Linked DNA regions of Mus musculus: region 1 is linked to region 2. Evidence: chromatin contacts called from public promoter capture Hi-C data. All regions are on one chromosome and are shown on one strand. Each heading gives the region's core, a stretch centred on a gene start, on an enhancer-like site or on the middle of the called end of the contact. The rest is flanking DNA. Distances are from core to core; before and after follow the strand shown.

Region 1 (2,851 bases), core at 142-2,641, 170 kb after region 2:
GCACCAAGACGTGGAGATCCTTGAACATGTTAAGTGCTGCTTTGGGGGCATGGTGCCGCATAATCGCTTTGTCTACGGCATGCTGTATGGCCAGGAAGCCTTCTTTGTTGTAGCCTACAAGAAAACAGAGTGTCAGGTGTAAGAAAGTAAAGATTGAAGACTGAAAAGACTGAAAATTCAGGTGGCTCCTGGCTAGTCGTTAAGACAGAAGCCAGAAGATGTCCCCAGAGACCTCATCAAACAGCATGGAGGACAGAGAGGGGCCACTCTGGAGGGCTGGGGAATGAAGCAATGATCAGAAAACAAATTCTGGCAGAAAAGACAAGGCATGTTCTATACAAGGATCTTCCAAGGTAGAGAACACCTTGTCCCTTCGCACTCTGGCTCTGTGGACAGAGCATCCACTCTACAGTATTTATTATCCAGTACATACAGGATGGTTAAACTCAATGCATTTGAAAGACACAGACTTCCTGATTGTGCTGACTGCTGCATAAAGAAAGGATTACATTCTTGTATTTTGCTGGCAAGCTACAAGCACTGTCCTTATCATAAGCAGCCCTCTTTTCAACAGTGTAGTGGTGTTCCAGCTTTCGATAAAAAAGATTGCACAGCAAGGATCCCTGGAATGATATCTGCTCTAGTTCCAAGCAAGGGCAAGCAGCCTTCAGGTAGGGGGATGTTATCCCTGTAGTAGAGATGACCACTATGTCCCATTGTCTAGATATGGGCAAACCTCCAGATCTGTCAAACTGAGAAAGGGAAGGACAAACTGATGGTTATTAATAACTTGGACAGCATCTTGGCTAATGCTACATACTCTTGTTTGTTTTGCAGGAGTGTTTCAGTAAACAATTACAGGATATTTTGTGGAATCAGGGTAGGAACTTGAGTACCGAGACTTGGGTTCCAGTTTGGCCTGCAGGCCAAAGGCTTCAAGACAATTGTGCAGTCATCCTATAGGGAGGTGTTGACAATACCTCAATTTTGGAAGAATAGTTAGTTGTTTAACTGGTGTCCATGTTTAACCTCTCACAAATAGGGCATCCAAGAAACCTAAAATGAACTGGAGAGCTTGCATCCTTCCTGTGAGAATTGGCTCCTGGGCCCTCACTCAGGAATCGTTTGCTCTGTGTGAAGGAAAGAGCCTTTCAGTGGTGTGCTGTGACTTCTCCACAAGTCTAGAGGTGTCAGAGAGGGAGCTGGGGGCTGTCATGGAGTGGCCAGGTCCAGGAAACTGGGAGCCAGGTGGGGACATCTACACTGTTAAATACAGTTATGTTCCTTTCCACAGCAGACAAGATGGCAGAAAGCAGTCACTAAGGAAGACTCCTTTACTCACGCTGGAAAGTTTCAGAAAGCCAGCAGAGCTTCCTGCAGAGAATGCTGAGTCACAAGCCAGCTTCAGAGTCCTGTAGGACATAGGAGCTTCTAGGAATGCCTTACCTCCTGAGTTTAAGGCTACCTGCTTATCCTTAGCAAAATAGGGAGGGGACGTGCCCTTTCTCAGGAAATGAGAAAGATGTTCCCAGAGACCTCATCAAACACCATAGAGGATAGAGAGGGGCCTCTGGAGGGCCGGGGAATGGAGCAATGATCAGAAAACAAATTCTGTTGGGGGATTTTGGGGTGTTTGTTTGTTTGTTTGTTTGTTTTCATTTTTCTAGGCAGGGTTTCTCTGGGTAGCCCTGACTGTCCTGGAACTTACTTTGTAGACCAGGCTGGCCTTGAACTCAGAAATCTGCCTGCCTCTGCCTCCCAAGTGCTGGGATTAAAGGCATGCGCCACCACTACCCAGCAGAAAACAAATTTTGGCAGAAAACAAATTTTGGCAGAAAACAAATTTTGGCAGAAAAGACAAGGCATGTTCTATACAAGGATCTTCCAAGGTAGAGAGCACCTTGTCCCTTCACACTCTGGCTCTGTGGTATTTATTATCGAGTACATACAGGATGTTTCCTGAGAAAGGGCACTTCCCCTCCGTATTTGGCTAAGGATAAGCAGGTAGCCTTAAACTCAGGTGAGGCATCTCTAGAAGTCCTATGTGTATTCCCTCCTCCAGAAAGGGAAACGAAGGAGTGGGGATTGGCACAGCCAGCTAGGACCATGAGATCTCAAGGAAGAAGCTGCCGCTATTCCCTCCACCCACCCACCCCAGTTGCGGGTGGGCAAGGTGGATGGAATTAGAACTTAAGAGAGACCTAAAGATTCAGAAAGAGCAAGTAAGATCAAATGAAGCCTTAACTAACACAGGGGTCAAGCAGGGTCATGCAGGGGCCATGTGTTCAGAACTCCCATTCCCCACTGCTGCCACTGTCCCCATGTGTGTGGAAGATAGAGGCCAACTTTTAGTGTTGTCCCTGAAGAGCACTAAACCTTGTTTTTGAGACAGGGTCTCTTGCTGGGACTGGGGGTAGATGATTAGGCTAGGCTGACCAGGGAGCCCCAGGAATCAGCTGGCCTCTGCCTCCCATTGCTGAGATTATAAACGTGGCATCACACCCAGCTTTTCACAGGAGCCCTGGGGACTCAGCTCAGGTTTTCAGCTTGTGGAGCGGCACTACACCAGCTGGACCATCTCCCTAGCCCCAGGTTCAGGAATTCTGGAGGCAGAGCCTGGAGATATCCCCCAAAGCAGGAGTGGAATATTTAAAGTGACTCAGGCAGGCAGAGAGGGAGGTCTGCAGCAGTGCGTATAGCCGATGTTCCTCCATCATCAAATTTAAGGGAAAGTAGAAATTACAAGAAGTAATTTATTGGGTATTTACTGGGTAGTGAATGAGGCATGTTTAAACAAGATAAATGTGTTAAGGCCTAGAGAGAATGTTAAAGCCTAGGTAACTGCTACCTG
Region 2 (2,700 bases), core at 142-2,641:
AACAAGCTTCCTTAAAACTGGGAAAACTAGCCTGGCGTGGTGGCACACGCCTTTAATCCCAGCACTCGGGAGGCAGAGGCAGGCAGATTTCTGAGTTTGAGGCCAGCCTGGTCTACAAAGTGAGTTCCAGGACAGCAAGGTCTATACAGAGAAACCCTGTCTCGAAAAAACAAACAAACAAACAAAAACCGGGAAAACTGTGGGAGAACCTTACATGAAATTTGGAACAAGACAACAGACCTCCTGCTAAGATAGAAGGTGGAAGGGTGAGGACAGAAGCCAGTCCACAGCAACAGCAGCTCTTTCTGAAAGGCTTTTTCATGTGAGTCACACAGCATAAGCAGGTTAGGGAGGAAGAGCTAGACAAGAGACAATGGCTGTGGCAGAATTCCAGGCGACCTTAGTTCAGGAGACCCAGAGGCTGCCTACAGGGCGTTGGGAGGGCGTGGCAGATGAGAACCGGGGCAGGAAACGTGAGGACAACCGCACTGGCAGTTGCAGAGACCAGGCAGAACCCAACTGAAAGTGAGGCGGATCCCCCTCGGACCCAAGTCCAGGAAGCCCAGATTCGGGTGAAGGAAGTGGTCCTTTCCTGAGGGCCCCTTTGCTCAGGGGTAGAACGGCCTCATCTCACCTTGTGATAAACCTCTGGTGGGGAGGTGACCAGGGTGGGACAGAAGGAGGTGACACCGTGGGACAGGAGCCTCCGGGCCACTAGGGCGACCCCCGAACCCACGTCCTCCGTAGCCTTGGAGAAGTCAACACCAAATCCACCTGTGGCCACAGAAAACAAGGGGGGTAGCACAGTGCTCGGAGCTCCTGCCCTGGGTTCCCTGGCCCGAGCCAGGCCGCACCGTTGATCTGCACATCGATAAAGCCAGGCGCCAGGATGCGGCCTCCGCAGTCCCGCTGCTCATCAGCCACACGCCTCTCCTCAAAAAACAGCTTTTCTGGGTCCAGGATTCGGCCCCCGCGCACCCACAGATCCTCCCTGAGGGCAGAGTAGTAGGCACTTGGATCACCACCAGGCCCTGGAACCAAACCCTAGTTCTATCTCGCACCCAGCTTGTCCCTGCACCCACTATTCTTCTTGGTCCCGGCCACACACCCACGATAGTCCCGCCCTCCACATTCCTGCCCCTTTCAGGGCTTATGCCCTACACTATCCCCATCTCTGCACCCCGCACTGGCGTATCATCAGCTCTATACCCAGCCTAAGCCTGCACCATGCAGCCCAGACCTGAGGAGCGTGCCGCCACGCAGGATGCGGCAGTTGGTGAACTGGAGCACCGGGGCCCCCGCTGCGCACTGCCCGCTACGCATCGTGAGTCGCGCCGAACCCAGCAAGCTTTGGGCGCAAGCCGGCAGAGCCCGGAGCAGCCGTAATCGGAAGCGGGGCCAGGTCGCATCACGTGACTCTCAGCTGAAGGGGCTGTCACGTGGCCGCGGTGCTCACGTGGTGGCGACCACATGATGACAAACCCTGCCAGGCCCGCCCACAGAAGCGCCAGAACACAAGCCAGTCACATCCGAGAACTTTTATTGGACACAGCTGGGAGCCAGCTCTGAGGAGCAGTAGCACTCTATCCTCCACCCTGGCTGTTCAGGGCAGGGGGAAGGGTGGCTCCATCCAAGGAGTCTCAGCAACAGGAACCCCACAAGGCAACAGTCTACTAATGATTACTATATAGTTGGGAGACAGGAGCTGCTCCACAGACGCATGAATAGGTCAAATCTTTTATAAATAAACATCCAGTGAAGAGAAAAATGACAACTCTAGTTCATTCTTATACACAGGAGCACTCTAGGGCGATGGGTGGGGTAACCAGAGGCTGACTTCGTCACTGGTCAGGGGCCTGGGTGGGAGATGAGTGGGCCCGTATGTCCACAGCACGGTGCAGTAGGGGCAAGGCGGGGGCGACAGACAATGGGCACTAGGACACTGCACATTTACAAGACCAACTACTGAGGGGCAGCTGCCCGTGCATGTGTCAGGCTGTTCGTTCTGGAATGAGGAGGGGTGATCTTTACATCCTATCCTGTGACTGATGGTGGAAAAGGACTACTTTGTGGAGAGGATTAGGGCCACGATGAGACCGTAGAGGCCAAGCACCTCCGCAAAGATGAGGATCAGGATCATGCCCACGAACAGTCGAGGCTGCTGGGCAGTGCCCCGAACACCAGCATCTCCGACGATGCCAATGGCAAAGCCAGCAGCCAGGCCACTCAGCCCCACACTCAGGCCAGCACCCAGTTGAAGAAAACTCCTGGGGAGAGAAGAGACACAGGTTGTCAGCAATCTGCCTGTCCACAGGACAATGAAGCACTTCACCTGGGAGGAAAGGCCCAGCACTCACCTGTAGAGGGTGATGCCATCAGTCAGGGAGTTAGCGATAAGTACTGCCACCACCAGGCCGTAGATGGCGATGATCCCAGCCATAACCACTGGGATGATGGACTTCATGATCAGCTCTGGCCTCATGACTGACATGGCTGCGATGCCAGTGCCACTCTTGGCTGTGCCATAGGCGGCTCCCATGGCTGTGGGAGGAGAGAGTAAGTGAGCCCAGAGCAGCTTTTTCCATTCTGCTCCCCAGGTTCCCACCCATTACAAGAACTGAGGCGGGCAGCCAAGCAAGAGCAGCAGCCACTTCTCTTCCCACTAGCAGAGCCATACCTCCAACCTCCTGCTCTACTTCC

The links. Promoter capture Hi-C pulls out the DNA fragments that hold promoters and counts their contacts.
Region 1: a promoter capture Hi-C map of the HPC-7 cell line shows a contact between it and region 2. The contact joins the enhancer-like site here to the promoter of Amdhd2 in region 2. A contact is called at or near these places in 11 of 39 promoter capture datasets (the C10 cell line, the HPC-7 cell line, HPC-7-derived erythroid cells and 8 more), 11 of 484 Hi-C or Micro-C datasets (CD4 T cells, CD8 T cells, bone marrow-derived macrophages and 5 more), 19 of 115 datasets of contacts at active chromatin or transcription factors (the 230-238 cell line, the HPC-7 cell line, the SCID.adh cell line and 14 more) and 4 of 9 other capture datasets (adipose tissue, liver, macrophages and 1 more).

What each region holds. Positions count from the first base shown.
Region 1 is chr17:24,328,675-24,331,525 of GRCm38.p6, forward strand. Abca17 (ATP-binding cassette, sub-family A (ABC1), member 17) reads right to left here. Exons shown (of 31, transcript NM_001031621.3): 6 at 1-114. Among named protein-coding and RNA genes, the nearest start is that of Abca17, 21 kb to the right of the region's middle. Within about 2 kb of position 1,392, at least 2 of the 459 cell types and tissues checked have an H3K27ac peak or open chromatin away from gene starts, as enhancers often do. A contact at or near this core is called in the HPC-7 cell line, where this site is marked.
Region 2 is chr17:24,162,342-24,165,041 of GRCm38.p6, forward strand. It overlaps Amdhd2 (amidohydrolase domain containing 2), which reads right to left and starts at 1,392. Exons shown (of 11, transcript NM_172935.4): 1 at 1,241-1,392; 2 at 855-991; 3 at 635-774. The coding sequence starts at 1,323. It overlaps Atp6v0c (ATPase, H+ transporting, lysosomal V0 subunit C), which reads right to left. Exons shown (of 3, transcript NM_009729.4): 2 at 2,358-2,541; 3 at 1,524-2,267. The coding sequence ends at 2,063.